Linked DNA regions of Mus musculus: region 1 is linked to region 2. Evidence: chromatin contacts called from public Hi-C data. All regions are on one chromosome and are shown on one strand. The core of a region is the stretch at or near the end of the contact, and the rest is flanking DNA. Distances in the headings are between cores, read along the strand shown. Region 1 has its middle 76 kb from the start of Nos1. Region 2 overlaps Ksr2 (kinase suppressor of ras 2).

Region 1 (2,700 bases), core at 163-2,662, 180 kb before region 2:
GCTCAACATTTATAGTGGGTTCTGGGGATTTCAACTCTGGACTGTACAAGTACTGGAACCACCGAGTTATCCTCCCTCTTCTAAGATTCCTACCTTGATGGATCAGCCCCAAGGTGTGTGTCTGTTCCCAGAGGAAACACTCAGCTGACCCCAGTAGAGATGCATCTAGTCAGAGGGTGGTAACTCTTCAGACAGGCAGCTCCTGCCATCTGACATGGAATCTGGGCTCTTGGGATGCCACTAAGAGGGACCATGAATGTAGACAGGAAAACCAGTATCTTTATTTCATGCTAGCCTCTCCCTAAAACCTAATACTTTCAGCCCTTAAAAGGACAAACATCCCAGGACTGTTTTCAATACCTGTATCTTTGTCTCCCATCCCTTTTAGTTACCGTAAATATCAGTTACCATAAATACCCTGAGATATTTATACTTGTCCATACTTCAAGATCCCACAGCTTGCTATTGTCTATCTTGAGATGGGAGGGGTCTCATTAATGTAGCCCAGGCTGGCTTCAAAATTCATACCCCGCCCCTCAGCCTCCTGAGTACTGAAATTATAAGCATGCACCTCCCAGTAGTGACATAAAACAGCAGTGTTAGCCTTACAGCTAGCTCCTGTTAATCGATGTGCCAGCACAAACACACAACAGCTCACTGTGTTTAAGGGAAGTGGTACATTGTGAATCATAGGGTTTCAAACAGTTCATGTACATCCTGGAGCATTGCATTCTGGTGCACAGAGAACAAGGCTCTGAGAACCTGGCCTTGGATCCTCAGCACCCGTGGAAAAGCTGGATGTGGCAGTGACCTCTGCAAAGCCAGGGGTAGGGGCTGGGCAGAGACAGGTGGATCCCTGGAGCTCACTGGACTGGCATGCTATCAAGCTCTAGGCTGGGAGGGGAGAGATCCCGTCTCAATAGATAAAGTAGAGAGACATTGAGGAAGACTGTGACATTGACCTCTAGCCTCCGCGTGCATGTGCTCTTGCACCACCCCCACCCCCATTGCGCTGAGAAGGGGTCTGTGCCCCTGAGCACGAGGAGAAAGTGAGTTAGAAGAGACTCATGAGGTCATAGGATCCTTCCCAGATCCACAACCTGCAGGAAGCTGAGACCAGATGTGTGGTAGAAAGGACACACCAACGGAGGAGGGAATTACAGTGACTCCTCGGTGTAGGGAGGGGCTGCTGTGCTGACAGTTTCCCCCCCCACTCCCACCCCCCCCCCCCCCCCGCAAGCCCACTGGCTTCCAGGCACTCCCTAAACAATGACTCTGCAAACATCACACATAAAACATTGGCAAACAGCATGAGGAAAGATGGCTATCGGCTCTTGTTTACCACCTAGGAAACACACTCCTCCTTGTGTTAAGGGATGAGTCCCAGACCACACAGCCGGTGTGAGGCAGACGGCTAGGGCTGAGACTGTGGGCCTCCTGGTTCCTCCGAGTGTGTCTGCCTGACTCACTCATCCCTGCTGCCAAGCCCGCTCAAGTTGCCCATGAAGCAACCAAGGACCAAAAAAGGTGGGTGGAGCCAAGACCAGATCCCTGCAAGCCTAGGAAAGTGGTGGAGGTTTCCCTTAGCTTAGCTGCATGGTGGTTCATCCAAATCCCCAGGTCGTGGCCCTGGGAAGGCCATACTCAAGCCCGTTCTTAGGGTATCACTATCAAGACGCAAAACCTGCGAAGTTTATTCAACCGTCTGTTTATCCTTTCCTCCCTCCTTCCTTCCCTATTTCTCTATCCTGCCTTGCAATTTCCTCAAGGAACTCATCCTATAGCCCAGGCTGGTCTTGAACTCATGACCCTCTAGGCTCTGCTCCCTCAACTGAGATGACTGATACACACCACCCTGCCCCGTCTATTTCTTTCCACATCCCTTGCTCTTATCTTTCCCTCCTGACATCAAACCGAAATGCCCCCAAACCTCTTGGATCCTATACAACCTTTCATGATTCCTATTTTCTGCAAGATACACTTGATTTCCTGGGGCCTCCCTACCCCGGGCTGTAAACATTGGCTTCCTGGACTTGGTGCTTTAGTACGCAGGCAGAGGCAGCCAGCGTTCTTCAACTGACGGATGAACATCTTGTTGCTGAACTCCGTGCCTTCTGAAGTCGCTTCTGCATCATGCCTGTGACAGCCACCGGACCGAGCCACCCCAACTGTAATTACCACACAAGGACAAGGGGACAGTGTGGAAATGCTCCTGCTGGTGCCCAGTGAAGCCTGAGGATGGGACATCAGCTATACCTTAAGGAAGAGATGGACTCACATCCTACTGAGGAAAATGAAGCAGAAAATCAAGTCACCACAGCAGAGGCACTGTAAGGGTGATTAAAAGAACCCTCTAGAAGGGAAAAAAAAAAAACCAAACATGCAACCTAGCCCCCAAACCCAACAACTGTGAATTAAACTTCAAGTTAAAAAAGGAAAGGACCCTCTAGGCAGCATGTCCCACACTTTCTGGGTGTACAGTGATTTTGTTGCGGCAGAGCGACACACTGCCCGTCACAGGCGTGTTTTGAGGGCGAGTTTTATTGGCTGCATAATTGCAATCATGTTTACCGTGTCTATTCACTTCTGCTGTAGAACAGTGTGGGAGACGGAAGAGCTGGGAACTCACGGAGCGTGTCTGCTGGCACCCATTTAAACATCGTAATGAGGACATTTCACGGTGACACTGAAGGGGACGTG
Region 2 (2,700 bases), core at 62-2,561:
AGAGCTCCAGCCACATAATGCTATGACGCCTGATCCCAGTTGAGTACCACTGAGTGGACTTCATGCTCAGAGCTCAGACATGCTCAACTACTAAGCTCTAGTACTCTCTGGGTGTGACTACCAAGACTCCGTCTTTTTCCATAACCTTGACTGTTCAGAGCCTCAGGCTAGGGAATAGCCTGTGATTTAACTGGCAGGTCTAATCGGAGACATGGTTGGTTCCTCTATGACAAAGCAATAACAGCAACAAGGACCATCACTAGTGTGCTCTTCCCAGCTCCTCCCACTCCACCGCCCAGTCCCAAGGTGCTGAGACGATCCATTCAGAGAATGGAGCCATTCATTTGCCTAAATCTACTCTGCTCCTCAAAGCTGCTAAAACATCAACTAACCTCAAATTTTAAGATTAAATGGAAAATCCTTTTCACTGGTCACATGAGGCACCTTTACAGCGTTGCAGAGCCATGGGTGGGTTGACCAGATGGCTCAGAGGATAAAGGCACCTGCCACCACCAAGCCTGATGACCCGAGTTACATGGCTGGGACCCACATGGTGGAAGAAGAGGACTAATCCCCACGATCAGTCCTCTGACTTACACACACACACACACACACACACACACACACACACACACACTTACACACCCTGGGGCACATGGGTGTGCACATGTGCATTCAACAATAATACTCACTAATTAATACAATTCAGACTTTTAAAAAAAGTTGCATGTGGCTATTGGCCACTGCTATAGAAGATGAAACACTTGGTCACTCCCACCCACTCCAACTCCCACAATGGAGGAGGGAACCCCAACAATGATTCACCACTAGATCAACAGTTCCATTTCCCCTCCATCTCCTGCCTCCCTCCTCCTTACTCTTTCCTCTCTCATCCCCCATCCTCCCTTCCCTCTCCTCTCTTCTTTCTCTTGTCAGATTTCTATCTACCCATCGTAGAAAAATTAACTTTGCCTTGCCAGAGACTGAAAGCCTCTTCACTGTGCCTCAGAGTGGAGTGGTCAATTAAATTACCACCATTCCATCAGATGGAGGAGCTGCAGGCTGGAAAGAGTCAGGGTGGAGGGTGCACCAACTTTTATTATGGAGTGGGAGGACAGAGAAGTAAATTCGGTGTGTGTGGTATGGCCCCTTTGTCACTGTGCCTTTAAAAGATGTGTATTCATCCCCAGGTAACCCAGCAAACAGGTCTGGGGCTGCAAGATCCAGAAGCACGGTGGTAACCCGGGAGAGGTCAGGTGTGGCATTCTGTAGAGCCCTGAATGTCAGGCAGAAGGGAGGCTTGGGAAGGTCTGGGGTCAGGAGGGAGGCAGGGGTGCTGTCAGGAGGGCACAGTCAGGGCAGGGAACTCAGAATGAGGGTGGGGGCAGTGGACCAGACCGCTGCAGATCTGCTCTGCCATTTTTTTGATGACAGGTTAAATTCTATGCCAATGGCCACAGGAAGCTGGAGGGGGGGATGCCATGAGACTGTGTTTTTAAAGGGTCTCCCTGCTTGAAGTATAAAGTGGAGTCTGATGGGGCAAGTATGGAATGGGGTAGAAGAGATGGCTCAGTGGGGAAAGGTGCTTCCTATGCAAGCTCACAGATGGCCTAAATTTGATCCCTGGAACCCATGGTGGAAGGAGAAAACTAGCTCTCAAACGTTTCTCTGACCTCTACACATACACTGTGGCATGTGCATGAACACACACACACACACACACACACACACACACACACATACATATACACACACATGCACTCAAGCACCCATAACTCTTTCAATCTTTATTTTTGTTTTTAATTAAAGAGGAATTGGAGTAGATGGGTGTGGCCCAGCTGTAGGGCATTTGCCTAGAATCCCTCAGTAAGGGGTTGGGATTGTAGCTCAGTGGCAGAGCACTTGCCAAACATGTGCAACACCTGAGTTCCATCTTCTTTGCCAGGAAACAAAAAAGTGTTTGTACTGGCTGGTTTTGTGTGTCAACTTGACACAGGCTGGAGTTATCACAGAGAAAGGAGCTTCAGTTGGGAAAGTGCCTCCATGAGATCCAGCTGTGGGGCATTTTCTCTATTAGTGATCAAGGAAGGAGGGCCTCTTGTGGGTGGTGCCATCCCTGGGCTGGTCGTCTTGGGTTCTATAAGAAAGCAAGCTGAGCAAGCCAGGGGAAGCAAACCAGTAAGTAACATCCCTGCATGGCCTCTGCATCAGCTCCTGCTTCCTGACCTGCTTGAGTTCCAGTCCTGACTTCCTTTGGTGATGAACAGCAATGTGGAAATGTAAGCTAAATAAGCCCTTTCCTCCCCAAGTGTTTCTTGGTCCTGATATTTTGTGCAGGAATAGAACCCTGACTAAGACAGTGTTATTAGGGAAAAGATTGTCAGGGCAAGACATTAATGGCTTAAGCTAGGGTGAGGTTGTGGGAGTGGAGGTAGTCCATGGAGACCCATCTCTTTAGACCAAGCTGGCTGATTTAATAGGGAGGGATACATGGAGACCCCAGCTGCTTCCTCAACTGGTGTGTCCTATAGAAAAGTAAGGGCACACACACAAGAGCACACTGTCCCTCTGCTGATAGCATGGGTCCGTCCCAATCAACCCACTGCCCAGTGAAACTATCACAGGCTGAAAAAAGCACTGGATACACCCACCCAGTGGTCTTTCGAAACTCAGCTCCCCAGCCCAGCACAGAAAAGCAGC

What was found. Hi-C and Micro-C count contacts between places; a contact is called where the count stands out from the background.
Region 1: a contact with region 2 is called in a Hi-C map of the N1E-115 cell line, with 2.8 times the contacts expected there. The contact joins two enhancer-like sites. A contact is called at or near these places in 1 of 39 promoter capture datasets (hippocampal neurons), 2 of 484 Hi-C or Micro-C datasets (the N1E-115 cell line and embryonic stem cells), 1 of 115 datasets of contacts at active chromatin or transcription factors (astrocytes) and 1 of 9 other capture datasets (pancreatic islet).

Annotation. Positions count from the first base shown.
Region 1 is chr5:117,789,018-117,791,717 of GRCm38.p6, reverse strand. No RefSeq gene overlaps it. Among named protein-coding and RNA genes, the nearest start is that of Nos1, 76 kb to the left of the region's middle. Within about 2 kb of position 1,412, at least 14 of the 459 cell types and tissues checked have an H3K27ac peak or open chromatin away from gene starts, as enhancers often do. A contact at or near this core is called in the N1E-115 cell line, where this site is marked.
Region 2 is chr5:117,608,167-117,610,866 of GRCm38.p6, reverse strand. All of the region lies in intron 4 of Ksr2 (kinase suppressor of ras 2), which reads right to left. Among named protein-coding and RNA genes, the nearest start is that of Gm42013, 130 kb to the right of the region's middle. Within about 2 kb of position 1,311, at least 4 of the 459 cell types and tissues checked have an H3K27ac peak or open chromatin away from gene starts, as enhancers often do. A contact at or near this core is called in the N1E-115 cell line, where this site is marked.